2 separate regions of the Bombyx mori genome follow, and region 1 is linked to region 2. Evidence: chromatin contacts called from public Hi-C data. All regions are on one chromosome and are shown on one strand. Each heading gives the region's core, a stretch centred on a gene start, on an enhancer-like site or on the middle of the called end of the contact. The rest is flanking DNA. Distances are from core to core; before and after follow the strand shown.

Region 1 (5,407 bases), core at 1,491-3,990, 66 kb after region 2:
ACAGCAGGTGGGCTGTGAGTTCGTCCACCCGTCAAAGCAATAAAAACTACCTAATCGTAATCGCGTTTGTATTAGAAAATGAAATAGTGAGGTTTTATTGAACTTGTAAAATTTATATGTATGTTTAGGTAAAACCTGGCAAGTAAAATTTGAACGACTTTGCCTTAGCTTACAGATTTAACTTTTTACAAGTTGGATCCGTTTCGATGACCATGGCATGGCACTTAAATCCGTTTACAAACGCGAAGTCTTATTCTGATCATTACCGTTAGATTTTTTTTATGTTTATTTTTAAAAACGTCTTTTTTATTGTAATAATTAGAATTTATTCCTTAAAATTGGCTTTATGTAGATATTCTAGAAAATGTAACTTTGGGCAGTTCATCCTATCTGTAATACGGGAGCCCATCATGATTAACAACTCTAGTTTTTTTTCATGAGTTTACAATTGAAAAAAAATTATAAAAGACGAATTCGAAATTTTCTGAATCGAGATTCGGTTATCAATGTTTTGAACATAAACGACAAAGATAGTCGCCATCAGATGGGTCGTCCGCATACTAGCGTCCGAATGCAATAAAAAAACATCTAATTTATCATAGATTTCAATGCAATTATGTTACGATAATTCTTTTTTGCTAAAGCTTGTGTAGTGATTATGACTGTTTTTCTTTTTTTTTATTGCATAGATGCTCACAGCCTACCTGGTGTTAAGTGGTTACCGGAGCCCATAGACATCTACAACGCGGGATTTACCCGCCACCTACCTTGATATATGAGTTCTAAGGTCTCAGAATAGTTACAACGGCTGCACCGCCTTTCAAACCGAAACGCATTACTGCTTTACGACAGAAATAGGCGGGGCGGTGATACCTACTCGTGCGGACTCACAAGAGGTCTTACCACCAGTAAACCACCATTTATCGTAATGTTTCCGCTTTAAAACCTAGGGCAGCCAATGCAATAAAGAATTCGACTTTAAGGCAGAAACCCAGAGGTTCAATTAAATTTTAATTTATTTATTTTATTAGGCTCACAATACACATCACAAGCTAAAGATACATAAAAAACACAAATAGAAAAAAACAAAATCTGGCCTGCAACATAAGTTATGTGCGCACGACAAAACAAGACATATAGTGCTGAATTTGTATAACAACGTTCTTTACAATTATGACAAAACAACACAATAACAAAAACTAATCTAACGAATAATGTAAGGAAAAAAAAATTATACACAATATAATACATTAAACAATTACATTAACCTACCTATTACTAACGTGGAGGATGTCCTTGAACATTTTTCTAAACGTAACTAACAAGTAAAAATATCTAACTCAGGTGACGACCTTGCCAGTTCGTTATAGGTACGACACATTCGGGTAATGGGATTATAGTAAGATATATTGTTTTTGTAAATTAGCAATTCAAACAAATTATTTTGGTTGACCCTTCGAGCACTAAATTTAATGTTTAGTGAAATCTGAGATCACGTAATCAATGCCTCAGTCGTGTAAATTAAAAACAAATATGAATATACAATATAACAAACTAGGTTTTAAAAAAGATTCGTGCATCAGCTACAAGCACGGGTGTGTAATTAAAGGCCATTTTCATAATAACATGTCATTAGGTCTGCTTTAAACAATATTGAAGTTCGTGGCTACTCTTTGATTGCGGTGAATTAAATCGCAAATAATACGCTACAATGTAGAGGCAATGACAAAGAGACGGGCTCGAGTGCACAAATTACTTTATTAGCAGACCACTTGTTATTCCTTTGATTCAAAGCTAATTCAAAATTGATTGGTGGTCTTAGGTTTGAAAACGTTAAAATGATTTCTTTCCGTGTATATTTAGTTGACATTGTAGTAGGTACGCTGTTAATTAATTTAATGAGGATCCGTCGGGAATGGACTCTTTAATTATTATCGAAAATTAACAATTATTTTATTCGATTTCTAAAAAAATTGTGTTTCTTAGGTTTTTGTGCGGATACAAAATAAGCTTAGTCAGATTGTTGTAATGTTAGATGTATTTTCCCCCTACCTATTCTTTGGTAGCCTAAGAGGCTATTTCAGCTACGCCTGGACGGGTAGGTGAGCTTACGGGGTCACCTGAGAGAATTTTGCGAACACTAGCCCTAGCAAGAGCAGTGGTTCACAGAAGTCGTCGTGGCCTAAAGGATAAGACGTCCGGTGCATTCGTATCTAGCGATGCAACGGTGTTTGAATCCCGCGAGTAGGTACCAATTTTTCTAATGAAATACGTACTTAACAAATGTTCACGATTGACTTCCACGGTGAAGGAATAACATCGTGTAATAAAAATCAAACCCGCAAAATTATAATTTGCGTAATTACTGGTAGTAGGACCTCTTGTGAGTCCGCACGGGGTAGGTACCATCGTACCACCTGCGTATTTCTGCCGTGAAGCATTAATGCGTTTCGGTTTGAATGGTGGGCCAGCCGTTGTAACTATACTGGAGACTTTAGAACTTATATCTCAGGGTACGTGGCGCATTTACGTTGTAGATGTCTATGGGCTCCAGTAACCACTTAACACCAGGTGGGCTGTGAACTCGTCCACACATCTAAGCAAAAAAAAACTACCACCGGATCAGAAACGCGACCCCCTGAGAAGATCCAGCGAGATACTCAGTGGGCTATACATGTGTGACCAGTTTACCTGTATCGGCGCGCAGTGTCGTCGCTACAAGGGCGCGGGCCGTGGCGAGTGTCGCCCCGTCGTCAGCTGGAGGGGCACCAGACGCGGCGGGACCTCGGGCGCCAGCACGTATCTCGGAGAGCAACATAGCGCGGCCACATCCTTGCGCGCCGACAACTCCAGCGCTCCGTAGCACAACGAATACTGCTGCAATCGCCATTGATGCATCATCCAATAACCTGTAACGGTCCGGACGTTTCAGTCGCAATGTACATATGAATAATGCAAAGCTGTGTAATGTTAGTTCAGCTCGGCAAATCGAACGTACCTTGTTATTTTAGCTATTGTCGGTGATACGTTTAGGCCAGCGGTCGGGGGGGGAACCGGGCTAAATTATCCCAAATGGGGTAAAAATGAAACTTTTGTGAGTAAAAAGTATATATTGAAGTGAAACTTCTTTATAATCGTTGTGATTTAAAATTATCGTGGGGTCTATAATATGAAAGATGCTAAAAAGAAGCGATTTCGTTTTTTTTTTTGTTGTTCTTCGCCATCGGTAATATCAACTTACATAAAAATATTTTAGGGTAATAATTAAAAAAGTTCCCCGATCGCTGGTTTAGGCCATGCGTCATCTTAACAGTTTTGTAATCAATAATCCGATTTCTTTATAGAAGATTAGTTCTTTCTATTTTATGTTTGAATTGAATTTGTTTTGTGATAGATGCCGCATCGCCTACCGTATTTTTTATTTAAATTAATATCAATCAATAAATAAGTTACAGCGTTTAACGTATCGTTCGCTATAGCATTGATTGAACAATAAATTAATTTGCAAGAGTATTTCTAATAAATCCAAAATAATGGCTTAAACGACATTGGCAATGCGATGGTCTGTACTCACTTATGTCTTCCGGAAATCGAACGATTTCCTCATTGCGATGCCGAAGGTGTAGCTCGCAGAACACTGGATCAAAAATATTTACTCCCGTTTCTGTGTAGGCTTTAGTTTTATAAATAAAATCGACAGTAATTTTAAACGTAATATTTTACTGTCTTAAATTATCTTGAAATTTGAAGTCGTCGTGGCCTAAAGGATAAGACGCCAGGTGCATTCGTAGGAAGCAATGCGACTGTACCCGGGTTCGAATCCCGCTTGCAGGTACCCATTTTTCTAATGAAATATAAAATAGCTACGAGTATACGTTACTACTACACAATTGAGACATGTATATCATGTTTCAAGACGGGTCGGCGGGAATAACGTTGTGACTGACATCTATGGACCCTTGTTACCACTCAACAATTAGGTGGTCTCTGTTAGGTGAGCTCTTTCTCAGATCTATGCCACGAAGACTGAAAGCAATGATTGTATTTTGAGTACATTTAAATTTGTAACTCGTCACCGCTCCAATCTTATTTCTAGATAAACAGCAATGAACATCTTGAGCAATGGTAATCCAGACCAAGACATTTGTAGGCAGATAAGATCTGAAAAATTTGTTACAAAAGTAACTAGTGCTTGGAGATGAAAAGTAAAAAGCGGGTATGACATAAACGATTCAATCTATCGGATGATTGTTTAAAATGTTTGCAAAGATCAGATTTGTAATTCAAAACTCCTTATCTATCTTTATCACATAATAACAGTACAAGTCTTAGTATGCACTGAATTCTTTTTTTATAAACCAACACAGTTTAATGTCTATCTAATTTTACAGTGCAGCATGAATATTCCTTTGTCAAATTGGGAGACGATATGAAAAAAAAAAACGTGTGATTAGAATCATCGTATGTTCGATCGATAGTAAGTTTTAGCCAAGTTTTCGATTTAACAGATAAAGGTATAATTACACCTTTTTTTTTATTGCTTAGATGGGTGGACGAGCTCACAGCCCACCTGGTGTTAAGTGGTTACTGGAGCCCATAGACATCTACAACGTAAATGCGCCACCTAACTCGAGATATAAGTTCTAAGGTCTCAGTATAGTTGCAACGGCTACCCCACCCTTCGAACCGAAACGCATTACTGCTTCACGGCGGAAATAGACGGGGTGGTGGTACCTACCCGTGCGGACTCCCAAGAGGTCCTACCACCAGTAATTACGCAAATTATAATTTTGCGGGTTTGGTTTTTATTACACGATGTTATTCCTTCACCGTGGAAGTCAATCGTGAACATTTGTTAAATACGTATTTCATTAGAAAAATTAGTACCCGCCTGCGGGATTCGAACACCGGTGCATCGTTACATACGAATGCACCGGACGTCTTATCCTTTAGGCCACGACGACTACAGAATAAATTCAAACTAAATTCCACTAGTGAGATCTCAAGGATTTTAAATTAGCAATGACTTCGTAACCAATATTAGAATCAGCATGTTCGAAATTTGTATAAACTAGAGGTCCCGCAGTTGTCGAAATTCGACTATAATTAATTGGAATTGTAAGTTTGTACACTATTATGATTGTATTTTATACTTCTATAATCACAAATTTTGCCAAGACTACACTATAAAAAATATTAACAAAGACAAACAATATTTAATCTATTCTCAATTTGACAACAGACGTCAAGAACAAAAGTTTGACAATAAATAGTATGCATGCGTGTGTGCGTCAAATACATGGTATGTAGTGTGTGTAATGTTTTCTTTATTGATTTAATGTATCTTTTATGCATTATTTAAAAAAAATATTAGCATTGTGCGCTTCTTCTCTATCTTCTCTATAAG
Region 2 (5,111 bases), core at 1,881-4,380:
CGGATCTTCTCAGTGGGTCGCGTTTCTGATCCGGTCGTAGATTCTGCGAAGCACTGCTCTTACTAGGGCTAGTGTAAGCAAATCTCTCAGGTTGAGCCTGTGAGCTCACCTACCCGTCCGGGCGTAGCTGGAATAACCTCTTAGGCGAATAGGAAGGAAAAAAAAACCTAACAAATCATAATCATTGTAAGCAGCTAATTAACAGTCCATTATGGTTACAAGACAACTCACCGACCACCTGGTGTAAAGGCGGTTTCTGGAATCCAGACAGAACAATGCGAAATCTGCCAGCCATTTTGATACATGAGGAAAATAATCTCTTAACGATTTTACTGACATGAGTGTGAGTTTTTAATGCTCACTGGTACTACAAAGAGTTTACTAAATTTCACAAATTCTTTGATAACCCAAACTTTTCTTAGATTTTTATTATAATAGTTTTGTTCTAGAAATGGCAACTTGATTATTATTTATAAGCGTACACAAAAACTAATAAATTTGATCAATTTTAAAACTACATTATTTACATTTGAAAAATTGCTACCACAAACTCAGTACTGGTTATTTTTATAATTTTAGAATGAGTCTACACATCATCTTAGCTTATGACTTTCATAATTCAGTCTACACTTAAAATTAATTTATATACAAATGTATATACATATACATAATTAAATTATTATCACATCAACAGATCCCCATAATATAATTTCATTAGAAACTTTAAACAAGGGGTTTGACAGAATATGAATTACATAACTGAATAACTGCTAGAATAAATAACTAATGTGACACTGTTGGTTTCCCATTAGAAAATGAATTAATACATTTGATAGGTACATTATTAAGCTGTATGTACACTTCGCAAGGATAGTAGACTAGAATAGATTAATAATTGGATACTTTATTAGGAAATAGTAGTTTTACTAAAGTATAGGTAGAATAATACTGGTGGTAGGACCTCTTGTGAGTCCGCGCGGGTGGGTACCACCACCCTGCCTATTTCTGCCGTGAAGCAGTAATGCGTTTCGGTTTGAAGGGTGGGACAGCCGTCGTTACTATACTTGAGACCTTAGAACTTGTATCTCAAGGTGGGTGGCGCATTTACGTTGTGGATGTCTATGGGCTCCAGTAACCACTTAACATCAGGTGGGCTGTGAGCTCGTCTACCCATCGAAGCAATAAAAAAAAAAAAAAAAAAAGAATTTCAAAAGCTTGTGTGCTAAATAGAGATGGGCAGAACTTCTACTATGAGTTCCTTGTTCAATTTTAATTGAAATTTTGTGTCAGATGTAGCCATAAAATATTATTATTTAAATCAATTCTGGCGATTTCTAACCTTGCTAAGAGATTAGAGTGCTCTACGCAATCAAAAACACTTGATTAGTCTTAATATTTTTCTAATATTGATTTGCTGAAGTTATACTGTACTGTAAATAGGTTTATTTTAGGCTTTAAAACAGCTGTAAAAAATATAATATCTAAGTGAGAGAATAATTCAAAACACTTCATGATATAGTTTCTGTGCTGCAATAGATATATTACAGAACAGTTGGTATTAATGAAAAAAGGCACCTCAGCCAATCTATTCAACTTCAATGATGATATGTTATGAAAGAAACTAGAAATGTAAATGTAGTGCAAGTGTAAATAATTATTATTTGTGAACGGTTTGGGTATTAAAGAGACAAAATGTAGTTTTACAGTTTACAATTAAACACGACAGTCATGCAATAGACATAAAAGATACATCAAAACTATATCAGTAACAATTTTGCAACATCTTATAAATATATTGTATATAGCAGGACAACTGCTCTCTATACTCCTTACTTTTACCTAAATTTGGATAATTATTTTCTGTCACTCAGTCATTTCAACTTGAGTATTAAAATGAACACATACAGATATAGGTTAACACAAAGATATCCCCATTTTGGAGTATTATGAAGCACAAATATGGTATTAACATCACTCTCAATCACTGAGGACAATGTCATCAATCCAACACCAAATTTGATGCAAAATTATAAAAAATATCCCAAATGAACACTCAATTATTCATCAATGCTAATTATTTGTTTGTGGGACAATGTTTTTAATTCCAAACTCAATACCAAATCTATGTGATTAAATCAATCATGACACACCAGTAAATAAGTAATAAAAATAAATAACTGTGAACAAATGATACAATTATGTGGCCCCAAGCTAGGGTTCCGTGTTATGGGTACTAGAGACTGACATATAGTTAAATATATAAATAATAAACACCCAGATGAAGGGGAAACAAACCTGTTCATCACACGAATAATTGCTCAATGTGGGAAACAAACCCACATCCCTCAGCGACACAGTCAGAGGCGCTAACGACTGCACCATAACTGACTTATTATTTAGTCATTTACGAAACATAAATGAATATATATCGTTTATGATTTTACAAACTAAAATACATTTATCTTGATAAAAATTCTATGAAACATAGTACACCGAACATAATAACAGTTTTACTCCAAATTATTCACACAGTTGCTTTAAGTACTAGAACCATCACTATTGTTTCTGTTTTGTAATTCGGAAATACCGTATAACATCAACTTAATGTGTGCAGAAACCTGTGCTGCCCTGAGACGTACCTCATGAGATTTTTTTTCATAAGACTTTATTCTCGCCTCCAAAAATCTGTTGGCTTCTGATAATTTAAATTCTATGTAGTGATTCAATCCGATGTTCACAAGCAACGTATCGGTTTTGGACACTGACGCCTCCATGAAGAAATTACAACCAACGTTAACTTGTGTCTTGAAACCGGTGGGATGAATATTTTTGTTTGTTAACACTTTTAATGTGTGCTTCTGTTGTATTAAATCTGAAACTTCATTATTAAAAAACTCTAATTTCGTTTCTAGTTCTCTGAGGTCTTCTTTTAGTACTTCGTTTATGAAATTTTCGTATCTTGTTACGGTGTCGTCTATATTTGTTTGTGCCATTTTAAGGTTATAAATTTTCGATCTACTTATGTGAGAATATTCAAGTTCAATATTGATTTATTTAATTTTACGGTAACGGTGTAAATACTGAGAAAACACGTTTAATTATCAATCAAATTCAAACAATTTTTTAGTCAACTTGTGATAAAAAAATTAAGGAATTTTATGACCTGGTAACTAGGACCTTTAGGTCATATCTTATTTTAATTTATATTCTTATTTTTATGAAAAATGATAATATTGAGTGAAATGAACTGAAATGAGATAAGGTAATATGGTACGAAATATAATCTCAGTAAAAAGGTGGTCATTTATTGAGACTTTTTCAGTGGACTTTTGGATGATCCCGAGAAGTTACGTTCAGCGGCTTTGTTTCATTTTTCCACATTTGTGCACTTTCACAGATACTAAACAGTTAATAAACCACCGCTATTACACATTTACCCCTGGAGAAACACTAAATAAACAAAATAAAATAAATCATACAACTTCACTCCTCCCGTTCCCGCCAAAAAATCTATTTCTGTATTTCAAAGTTCAAAATTTAAAAAGATTGAGTCACTACTCATCGTATCATAGTGATGCTCTATAATCTGCATAAACTGATTCTTGGAAAACACTGGTTTTTATTTCAATACATCGCTTAAACTCCATTTAGATATTTAACCACTAATATAATATATAATATAATTTTTTCAATCTAAATTATTCGGTTTTCGGTAGTTGTAGTGACTTTTACGGTTTATTCTCTTGTCTTTTTTTTCAATGTGGTTAAAACATTTTATGAATTTTGAATTTAACAGAAATCGCAATATTGTGCCTCTTTCGGTATTTCCTAGATAGTCTTGTCATTCAAAATCACATGCTTAAAAACCTTAATGACATTTATATCCATTAGTTAGATATTTTATTTCTCCACTTTCCTAAAAGTTTTCCTTAAGCTACCAACGTCGGTACATACATAAATGTCGATACTTTGATTAGTCCCTAAAATTCGATAGCCATGCTAAAAAAAACTGCTACCTTGTTAATTCCCTAAAAACTATAATCCAACTTAATGGAGCTCAAGTTCATAGTACTTACGCTAGATGGCGTGCTCATACATGTATTTCAATTACTAAAATGCAAATTGTCAACAATTAATTTTTTACTAATTTATTTTGTAATTAACTGCTCAGACATTTCATTAAATAATTTCGAAATTTTCAAATAACATTCAAATCATAAAATATTGTTGTCTTAGTGTATTAGTCTGATTTGAGCTTAACGCTTTTTTGGCCGTGGAAGGATAGCGTTTGACCCGCAGACCTTGGCGAGTCACTAAGAGAAGCGAGCAAACTCGAAAGCCACGAAGAGAGGGAGGGAATGCCAAGCAGCTCCAAGGCAAATGCTTCGCGTGTACATCCACCCGCGGATTTAAATCACAATCCGCTGAGAATCAATGAGAAGCTTAGCGGCCTAAGTGTGGACTAATTGCCACATCAAGGGCTTCGGCGAGTTCGACGAATACGTTGTCTGTGCCTTGGTTGCTACCGACGTTAGTATTAGTAGCGTCCAACACTCAGGTACCAGGAGCGTGGGGCGTCCTCCAACCAGGTGGACCGACGACTTAGTGCGCACGGCAGGAAGTCGTTGGATGCGGAAGGCGGAGGAGCGCATTCTATGGAAGGCATTGGGGAAGGGCTATGTCCAGCAGTGGGCAGATAAAGGCTGATGATGATGAAGATGATGAACACTCAGAGTGGTTCAAAAGTCTCTAGGTCTAAGGCGTCGGCGGATACGTCGGCTGTGTGAGTCGAGGTGTCGTTGTCAGAAGTCACGTTAACTGTATTATTGTGTTCCATCACTAACACTAAGCCATTCTTTTTTTCGTACCTAACTTAGGGGGTTATTCTAGCATAGGAGGGCTTCTGGTTGTTGTGTTGACCGCGGGAACCTCCTTACACTGACCCCAGACGGAGATCGGACGTTGGGTGTCAAAGTACAGGGGAGTCGTTTAGTGCGGTAGAGCCCTAAAAATATTCTTGGGCCCGCGGTGTGCGTCGCGGACCAGTCCCACATACCCCGCAAGATCCCTAGGCGCGGGAATCTCTTTGGAAGTTCGGACCACGGCTTGAA

What was found. Hi-C and Micro-C count contacts between places; a contact is called where the count stands out from the background.
Region 1: a Hi-C map of whole pupa shows a contact between it and region 2, with 5 times the contacts expected there. The contact joins the enhancer-like site here to the promoter of LOC101738240 in region 2. A contact is called at or near these places in 2 of 7 Hi-C or Micro-C datasets (both in whole pupa).

Annotation. Positions count from the first base shown.
Region 1 is chr25:10,653,596-10,659,002 of ASM3026992v2, forward strand. Dsx (doublesex) reads right to left here. Exons shown (of 5, transcript NM_001111345.1): 3 at 2,812-2,909; 4 at 2,692-2,810. The coding sequence ends at 2,754. Among protein-coding and RNA genes, the nearest start is that of LOC101738240, 66 kb to the left of the region's middle. Within about 2 kb of position 2,741, at least 6 of the 8 cell types and tissues checked have open chromatin away from gene starts, as enhancers often do.
Region 2 is chr25:10,587,577-10,592,687 of ASM3026992v2, forward strand. It overlaps LOC101738240 (protein UXT homolog), which reads right to left and starts at 3,131. Exons shown (of 1, transcript XM_062676197.1): 1 at 2,432-3,131. The coding sequence starts at 2,993. The coding sequence ends at 2,538.